2 separate regions of the Gossypium raimondii genome follow, and region 2 is linked to region 1. The links are chromatin contacts, called in public Hi-C maps. All regions are on one chromosome and are shown on one strand. Each heading gives the region's core, a stretch centred on a gene start, on an enhancer-like site or on the middle of the called end of the contact. The rest is flanking DNA. Distances are from core to core; before and after follow the strand shown. Region 1 holds the start of LOC105798317 (serine/threonine-protein kinase BLUS1). Region 2 holds the start of LOC105798330 (DNA (cytosine-5)-methyltransferase DRM1).

What was found. A called contact is a pair of places that touch in the nucleus more often than the background predicts.
Region 2: a contact with region 1 is called in a Hi-C map of leaf, with 2.2 times the contacts expected there. The contact joins the promoter of LOC105798330 here to the promoter of LOC105798317 in region 1. A contact is called at or near these places in 2 of 2 Hi-C or Micro-C datasets (both in leaf).

What each region holds. Positions count from the first base shown.
Region 1 is chr9:7,845,247-7,850,497 of ASM2569854v1, reverse strand. It overlaps LOC105798317 (serine/threonine-protein kinase BLUS1), which reads right to left and starts at 1,963. Exons shown (of 22, transcript XM_052620770.1): 1 at 1,636-1,963; 2 at 1,125-1,176; 3 at 537-959; 4 at 153-407. The coding sequence starts at 704.
Region 2 is chr9:8,220,907-8,226,157 of ASM2569854v1, reverse strand. It overlaps LOC105798330 (DNA (cytosine-5)-methyltransferase DRM1), which reads right to left and starts at 2,346. Exons shown (of 11, transcript XM_052620804.1): 1 at 1,895-2,346; 2 at 1,559-1,696; 3 at 1,141-1,240; 4 at 1,014-1,060; 5 at 755-854; 6 at 630-676; 7 at 268-384. The coding sequence starts at 1,897.

The DNA.
Region 1 (5,251 bases), core at 714-3,213:
TTCATATTGATAGTAAGAAAATATAGCTTAAGCTGTATCTTTACTGAAGACAGTCCATAAATAACCAGGTTGGTCTCAGAATATAAACGATTTGCAGAAATAAAGAAGAAAAACATGGCATAAAAGTAAAAAAAGAAAGGGCAATAAGTAACCTTCACATCTCTGTGAATGTGCCCATGAGAATGAAGATAAACAAGAGCTTTAAGAACTTCACGCAACAAAGTAGCAATGACAGGCTCTTCAAAACCTTCAGGAAAAGCAGATTTCATTATATGCAAGCAAGAGCCCCCAGCCATATATGGCATCACAACCCAAAGGTTGTGACCGGTTGCAAATGAGCAATGTGCCCGTAATAAATTTGGGTGATCAATCAAGCTCATAGTCTGGACCTCTCTACGAATTCCATCCTGCATCATTCATGATCAAAAATCTTAAAGTGATGTCAACTCTTTATGCCATAGAGCTGCAGGGACTTGAAAGAGAAATCATAAGTAAGCATGCTTCCCAAGTGATAGATTATTAAATACCGTACTTACCAGATCGTTATTGCACTTCTCCAAATCAAGAACCTTGATAGCAACAATCTCATTAAGTGGAATGCATAAAGCCCTGTACACAGTGGCACTGACACCTTCTCCAACTTCTTCATATAACTTGTAATCTTTTGCATTGACTGGAAAACGTTTCTCAAAAGGTTGCTCCATAGCTTCTTTTCACAGCATACCATTACCACCCACCCTCTTTACTCTTATATGTTCCAATTAACAAAAACAAACTTTCAACTAAAGATTGGACTGTCAATCTAATGCGTAGCTTCTTCCAATTTGGTAGCATATTCTCTTCTTTAGCACACAACAGTTTACAAGTTCATGGACTTCATCAAGGTAATAGGCTTACCCAGTCCGCTCCATTGCATGCAGATCCAGTTAAACCCAATCCTAGTTAACAGCACAGAAGACCTTGCACATCAAACCAAGTACTCTTGTCATTGAACTATCAGCAAAGCCTATGAGAAAAGTGGTTTTCCCCAGATAGCAAATAGAAACCTAAAGAATAGCAAATGTTGTATGGCAAAAAACTAATAGATGCACTCAAAAGCTAACCAAAATTCCGTTTAAACTAACCAAAAAATTAAAAGGATGTACGGAAGGCAGTTGGTAGTAGGGTAGTTTTAACCTGTAAAAACCCCAAGAAGAAATGGAATTAATTCTTCTTTACAAACGGACCCTTTTTCCAAAGCCATTAAAACCAATAAGCAAAAATTACCTTCCTATAGAAATTAAAACAATTAGATGATATAGAAGAAAAATTTCTAATAAAAACCATGGAAACTCAACACCCATCCTTGCAACAATTAATTTTAAGAATCAATTCAAATAACTAGTTCTTTGAACAGAAAATTCAGCTTTTGAACAACAGTTCAGATAGCCTAAATTGTAACTGTTAACTATCAAAATAGTATAGCATTCATAAAATCTCTCCAAAGCTTCCACATTTCCTCTACAAAACAACTAATCTAATACTAAAAGCATGCCAAAATTCATCAATTTCAAACAACTAACTAAAAAATTTCAATAAAAACATATGAAGAAAAAAAAAGAGCAAGATAAACTTATTCACAGATTTGATACAAACCTAGGGTTTCAGCAGATTCAAATCAGAGCTGAATCTGAAAACAGAATATAAAATTTGCATTAAACAAATCGAAACCCAACACCACCACCTCAAGTCGATTAAAGACTCGATTTCAATTTTCTCAGATATTTTCTTCTTCCTCGTCTTTCCTCTTCTTCTTCTTCTCAAAGACGTCTCTAACGATGACGATTTGGCGATGATAATTATTGGTTGACAAATATTATAAACTTTAATAAAAAATAAAAAAATTTATTTTAATTAAAAAAAATCTTCGAGTTTCAGGTCCTTGGATCGAATCTTCCAAGTTTCACAGTTTGCAAAGAAAATAAATAAGTAAAAATATTTTCCTTTTTTGAATTTTTTAAGCTCTTTTTGTTTTTTTTCGGAGACTAAAAATAAAGAGATAAAAAAATATTATTATTATTATTATTATTATTATTATGAGAGGAGAAGCAAAAGTTCAAATACTATGCCAATTTAAGTGGGACCCGACCCGATTTAGATGAGATTTTGGGGGTTCTCGCTTTAGTAGGTGAAAATATCGTTGTTGGGGCGGGTTCCGTGATTTTATCGGGCCAATTTATCAGATAGGTGATTGCTATCACCTGTTATGCCTCCCTTGGTCAACCCTAGTGTCATCCTCAAAAATGGCTTCAATAATTTTCTTGATTTATACATCATTCGCTTATATTAATACTTCAAAATTTGAGTCCGCTCGAATCGAATTGGATTCAAACAAATAATAATATTACAATCATTAAATTAGAAAAGAGAATAAGTTTTAAACATGAAGATCAAACTTTAAATTTAATGTCAATCAATTTGAGTCCACACAAATTATATCTTAAAGTAGTAATTTGATTGATCGATTGACTTAATTTGAAGATTAGTGTCCGTATACTTATACCGAAATATATTAGCTCCATAACTAAAGTTAAAACAATACTACAATTTTGCATAATTTTATATTGATGATGAAGTTTTTAACTCAATAAAGCAGATTAAGAAATCACAATCTATCTCGTTTATTTATTTTAAATATTAATTAAGAATGTATACAATTTTTTCCCTAATCATGGAATTAAAACAATTATCCCTTATGGCACTTAGATATGGTACTTCAGGACCAATAAATTCTTCATCATTCTCAAATGACGAAATTGATCTTTATTAACATCTAATGATTTTACAACCATCAGGATACTCAATGGGTGCGTTTTATCCATGTAAAATTTTTTAAAATTATTTTTTGTATAAGTTGACTGATGGACATGAATTCCATCTTTTAAATGTCCGATCTGTAGGCTAAGACAAAACTTTATTTTTTCAAGATCTTTCATCTCAATTTCTTTCTTTAAACAATTTACTGCATTTGGAGACTCTTAAGGAGTTCTAATAATATTTATATCACCAACATAAATAACAATTATCACAAAATATGATCCAAACCTTTTTATAAAGACACATAGACAAATTGGATTATTTTTATAACCTTCTTTTAACAAATACTCACTAAAACTGTAACCCCTAAACCTGGCCTAGACATTATGGCCGAATCTCAAAGGTCACATTGGTCATGTTGCTAGCGCAAAAAATCTTTTAACTATTTTCTTTTTAATAATCGTTATCATTTTAAAATGCCATTTTGATTTGCTTAAAGAAAAGCCAAGTATTGTCAAAATTGTTTACCTTTAGAAAAACTCAAGTATTGATGGTTTACAAAAAAACATAATTTTTCAAGTAAATGTCGCAGCGAAAAAAATAACAAAACACATTTGTCACTTTGAAAACATATGTTAATATATCTTGTAAAATCTCAATTTAATGAGTAGATAGTGTTGAATTTAAAAAATGAAGTATTGAATTTGAAAATACAATCATTGAGTTGAGTTTGGCGTTATTATGAAAAATCTAGTTTTACTTATCAATTCCATACATCGTCTTAGGTGATAGTTTAAGGATTCAAATCATGCGAAACAATCCAAAAACCAATATTCAAAAGTAAGTCCCAAGCTACAGTCCCCAAAAATAAAAACAAATCTCAAAATATGAAGTACCAAAATGTAATCGTTTTCTTGAAAGTTTTCAACTGCACTTTCGTAACCTGAGCTCATCTTAACCTCGATTATTATCTGAAAAGTCAAAAACTTAAAGGGGTAAGCTTTTTAAAGCCCAGTGTGGTTACAAATCATATCAACAGAAATTAATACAGAACATCATCAATTTAACAGATCGCATATATACATAAATATACAACCACAAAATCACATTTATCAGAATGCATAATGACGATGTCAATGCAACGTTTTTTCAGAAACAGTGCAGATTTTTCAAAAAATAGTTCCTACCTATCTCCGCTGCTAAATCATCACCTGCATTTCATTTCATTTGCATTTAGGTTAACTTGCATTTAGTTAATTAACTTAATTTGACACCAATCACTCAAAATCATTGTGTTGTTCTTAACCAACTTGTGAATAGTAATTTTGCAACTATTGATTTAAACACAGTCTTTGTGGAGACGATAACTCTTGTACTTACTTATTACTTAATAACGACTATGTATACCTGCAAATTCCGTCGCGAACCAACAAGCCACTAGATAATGCAGATATACTGCCAGATACAGAATATTGTGCTCAAGCCACCAGAAATTTTAATTATTATCTTCCTTCGTACAACATTATCCCAACCCAATGCATGTGATATGACATACAAAACAAATTTTTCAGTAGACATGCTTTACATGCGATTCAGAACTCGTTACGATTTAACATAGTGGCATGCTTAACATGGGATTTAGAATCAAAATAATAGCATGCTCAACATGTGAATCATAATCAGAATAATAACATGCTTAACATGTGAATCAAAGTATTAGCAAATCAACGTCATAATACATGCATATACAAAATCGCCATATATCACATAACATGGTTATCAGGAAAACATACATCACAGATAATAGAAAAATCATATAATCACATACAACATATCACAAATCTGAAGTTTCAGAATTACTTACTTGGAATCTTCCTTTTTTTCGGATTTTATCAATCCATATGAATACTTAACATATTCGCCATTATCACTTTTCAAAAATTTATTTAAGCAGATATTTAATACTCGTATATATATTTATCTTGATTTAAAATAATATCATATATTTTATCAGAGTAAATCCCCACACTTGATTTCGCAAATCTGATGACAACAACTCTATTTCCAACTTCTAAAGGAAGAGATCAAATCTTTAGTCCTTACGTATAAACAATTAATATTGTATTAAAGCAAATTATTTTAATGAAAAACCCTCAATTTACGATTTGAAGAAATACTTATGTAATCGTTCGTCCAATCGTACTCTTCCAAAAGTGAGGGTACAGATCTGAGATTTCGAAAAGCACTTCATGAAATCCAATAAGCCAAATGATTAGTATTTTCCTAACTGAATATATAAAATATACGAAAGAATATCGTAAATAGAGGATCGTCCAAACTTTCATAATATCGAAGGAAAAAGGGGCTCAACAACTTCCCACGGATAATTGATTAGAGAGGAGGATTCACCACTAGAAAAAAAATAACATAATATAAAAAAAAGAATTAGAAATAG
Region 2 (5,251 bases), core at 1,097-3,596, 380 kb before region 1:
TAGAGCACAGAAATACAAAAAGAAACAACATACATAAATAATCTACAAGTAAAATGCGATAAAATACATAACTATTCAGTAACTAAATTATAAAATCTATAAAAAGAAAAAGGCAAATCAATGACTATAGGCCACATTTTATTATCCATGTGGCTAGAAAACTAAAGCACAACAGCTTTTAAAATTAAATTTTCTCATTGTATTCACAAAAGGTAACTTTTAGAAATTTCCGCAAATTGTGCAAATGTAACATTAAAGGATAGATACCTCGGTATCAGAAGAACTATCAATATCTGTGAAATCATCCAAAAAATTCCCTTCACAATCTGACGAGAAGTCATCAGAATCAGCATGTTGTTGCACAGGAGCAGACTTTTCAAGAGCCTGCAATCTTAAATTAATCATTCATGATATAACAGAGAGAGCAAACAACTAATTTGCTAGATAGTTCAACAACGGAAAGATGATTCTATTTGGGGAGGATTGTCAATATGACCTGAACCACTGAATATGTTGACTTGTTATTGCATCAATATCAAGATTCCAAGTAACGTCAATAGGTTTCTTTCCCAAACAAATAATAAATGCTTCAGAAATAACTAAACAAAGGTTTCAGGTGTACAGCTTACCGAATATGTCAATAGAGTCTCCAATATGGTATCTGTATTCCCCTCTCCTGAAAATATAGACATGACCACAGATAAAGCAATAGAGGTCAAAAGTGATGTCTAATAAAATGAGAAAGGACTATTACCATTTTCTTGAACCGCTTTGAGAACCATTTCTTCAGAGAATCCCATCCCAACAAAATGATCAATCAACTTGGAATTGGAAGAACTAGCCAACGAGCTTGCCTGCATGCGAAAAAGAGAAATCAAGAACTTATTATGAAATCTGCACACTAAAACGTCAGTAATTTAACAGTAACAGTTCCACCACAAAAGCCGCAGCAGCTCTCTATCATCAAGGGGTGTGTAACTAATAAGCATCTTTAAATAGGATGTACAACTCACAGAGTACCGAAGGAGAGCTTCAAGTATCAAATTTGAATTCTCCTCTCCTGGACAATAGGAAAGCAGGATTATAAATGAGTTAAGATGGAAACTTGTGCTCTAAGTAGTAAAGACCTAGAAGCTTTACCATTTTCCTCAATTGCTTTCGTAACAAGTTCCTGGGAGAACCCCATCCCAACAAAATGATCAATTAACTTGGAATTCGGAGAATCTGCAGACGAGCTCACCTTGAGACAATAAAAGTTAACCGTGAGTTCGTTTTGGCATACATATTCATTGCTATGGAGGCTAATCAATGAAATTTAAGCCAGGGACATTAGTAATGTCATCAACTAAATAAAGCAGTGCATGAAAAGGAGATGCGAAACTACAGTGACCTCCAGAGAAAATTCCCATAGGAACTCATCAATTAATATCTATAATGTTTCTTTGGAAATTAAAAATGAAAGAAAACTTCATCGTAGATAATTTTCATAATCATTAAAACGATTTGCATGTTAAAATTTCCAGAATGCCATGTGATGCAATTATGCATGGGCAAGTACCTCTGCTGTGCCTAAAACAGCTTCCCCATTGGTAAGTGACACTCCTGAGCGAGAGGCGATTGCATAATTATCAATTTCCAGCTCATCTTCGGTATCCCAGTCAAAATTATCAGCATCACCACCAGAACCATTTTGATCCTACAAAAATTACAAAACCACACACAAATTCATAATATCAAATACAATATATATAAGATTAAATAACTAAAGAATTTTCATTTCTTTTAGCCAACTGACAGCCTAGTGCACAAATGAGAATTTTTAGAAAAATACAGGAAGAATATTACGACGACACATAACATTAAGGAATAAAAAAGTAATAGAACTTGAGAGTACCATTTTCCTTGAGCTATAGTACAGCCCAAGAACAGTTTCTTAACCTGTAAAAGAAACAATGAAAACTTATCAGAACTCCGTTACCCGGACTCGGCAATTAGGGGTGCCGTACCAGTGTCGACACGATCCGACACGGATTTCCGACACTGAATACGAGATCAGATCCGGCGGAAACCGACGGACACGGCAGCGGGAGAACTGAGAAGAGAAGAAAAAAAACAGAAGGAGGAAAAGGAAAGAGAATGGAGGAAAGGACAAAGAAAGAAGAAGGATACACGGCAGCAGCGGCGATCGTCGACGAGTTCTGACACAGAAGTTACCGGTGGAGAAAAAGAAATAAAATATACATAGGGGAAGCCCCAACGGCGGTAACGGAGAAGAAGAGGAAACGAGGAGCTGTGGGTTCAGTTTTCACAGGGTTTTTCAATTTTTTTCTATAACTATGATTGTGTTTGGAAAGTCACCTATGTAATTATTTATAAATATTTATAATAATTTATTGAAAAAATATGACATAATTTATTTACGTGTTAAAAATAATATATTTAATTAGAAAAAAAAGTGTTATAATTCTTTATTTATAAAAATATTATATTATTTCTTTTTATATTATAAATAAAAAGGGAATCGGAATTCTTGAGGGGCAGTGAAAAGTAAAGTAGATTAATAAATAAATAAAATCTAACGCAGTTAAAATTTGCAGCAGTTTTCCGTTTTCCTCTGTAGGTAGCATGGAATAATCGTGCCACTGCGAGGTCGTTGGAGTTCAGTTATAAACTGGTTATCCTTCTAATTAAATTAAGTTGTTTTAAATTTTTTATAGCAATTTAAATTCAAATTTTTTTTAAAAAAGCGAACACCCAATCAATAAATTAAAATTTAAGTTTATTTTTATAAATTGTATTGATAATTCTAATTCTAATTCAAATTAATTAAATTATCTAATATATATTAATTTTCATCCACACGCATGTGAGATTATCTTTTCCCCACTTTAGTTGAGAGTTGACGAGACCGTATAGATGGAAGTGAAAGTATCGAATCTCGGGCCTGTTTGGCTGTTGAATTGAAATTATTGGACGCCATGGACGCTATTTGATTTTTAAAAACTCCAATTTTTTAACTTAAAACTTATTATTTGTTTATGTTTTACATAAAAATTTTCCACAACTGTCCTAATTTAATGCTAGTTTAATAATGCTTTTAAAAAATGTTTTTGAGAAATGGTTTGAAAATTTTGGTTTAGTATTGTTATTAAAAAATACTTTTCGAAATAAAATATCTATTTTAGATATGGTATTATCGAGTAGCAGATATGCATTTAAATAATGTTTAAATTAGTTAGTATTATTATATTTTAATAAGAATATAAAAATAATTTATTATAACTTGTGGTTAATATTTTAATATATGAAATATAAATTTTAAATATTTTAAGCAATAAATATTAATTATTTATAAAATTTAATTATAATATATAAATTATATTGTGAATATTTAAATAAAACCATTTAATATTAACACAATTGTATTATTTTAAAAAGAATTTATTTTAATTAATGAATTTAACATATGTGAAATTAAGTACCAAGAAAAAAAGGAGGAGGAAAAGTAATATGTTGTTGGAGGGTGAAAAATAATTAAGCACCAAAAATACTTTTCATCTTCAAAAGTGTTTTTCAAATGTGTTTTTAAAAGTCAAAATTTCAATCAAAGGTAACTTGTTTAGCATAGTTTTTTTTCAAAATGTTTTCAAGCTAAAAGTGTTTTTTTTAAGTACTACTAAACAAGCCCTTAGTGGGAGACAAAGACATAAAAAAATTATAGGAAGTCGAAATTATATTTTAATTTTTACGATAGTAAAAATATAATTTTATCTTTTGAATACATTACATCTTTATATTTTTAAAATGATTAAATAGAATTTTATCATTTTAGGGAGGATTAAAGTACAATTTTAACTTGATTAATTTAAAATTTTCAAAAATAAACTGTCTAAATAAAAAAAATCTATTTTAGGGGTCAACTCCTACCAACCCCTTGCTACCCTGAATTTATTGTATATTCCATATGACTTTTAAAATTTGAAATTATGGTATACAAGTATCAAAATAGTTTTTAAAAAAATAGAAAATAGATTTCCATTAAGAAAAGGGTCAATTTAAAAATTGTAATTTCATAAAAATACATAAAAGAAATAAAAGAACATCTAAATGAAACCATATAAGATGATATTATAATTCTAGCGTTTCTTAAACTTCAAACGGATATTATTCAAACTATTACTAAGTAAATATATTTATTTAAATTTAACTATAAAATACTTTAAAATAATAATTTAAGTTCTCGATTAAATCTTAATTTAGTTGGCATCGACATTAATTTAAGTATATTAAAATATGTTTATTCTCTTATTTAAGAATTAAAAAATATTATTATATATGTTATATTCTTTAATTCTTATACAAAGTTTATCGAATCAAACACACCTTTATTTTTTTTCAAAGAATAAACATGTGACATTGTTTGCCTTACTTTTTCTCTTTTGTCTTTTGCTTCTGTGTTGAGATTCTTACTCTAAATAAGTAGGGGTAAACATGAGCTGGTTTTCACTATGCATTAAATATTTACTAAAGTTAGATATTCATTATAAATTCTGATTATATCTGTTTTTTAATATAATATCTAATCTATAATTCCTTCGAACATATAAATTGGAGGATAATGTGCTTCAGCATACTCGAACTTATGTCTTCCTATATTGACAACAATGTTCATACTAATCGAGCTAACACTCAATTGGCAAAATAAATGTTTTTTAATCTAAATGAAAATGTTAGAGTTGATATTTTTTAAAAATATTAATCTCAATTATTTAAAATACTTTAGTTAATTAAATTTTATAAAATATATTTAAAAATATTTAAATAAAAGTTTTATAATATATTTTCATAATTTACATTTTAAAAATTCTCACAGTAATGGTCACGGTCACGGACACTTACACTCTATTTTATACTTAATTATTTGTAATTTGACATTTCCTATTTATTAACCGAATTTCGTACATACCTACATCATGATAAAGTGCTCTAAAAGCTGGGAATAGATACGAAGGATAAGATATCACTAGTTAAAGATATTCTCTGAAATCATATTTAATACGTGGTTACTGCATAAATTTTATGCAGTGAATAACGTACTATGTTATCACTAATTATTATTTAATTATACGCCTTCAATTATTTTTGTTTTTATTTAATGAGAAGATATCATGTTATAATTATCGGGTAGTATATGAAACTTATACATCAACAATGCATCAAATATTTTTTCGTTAAATTTTATAACAAATAT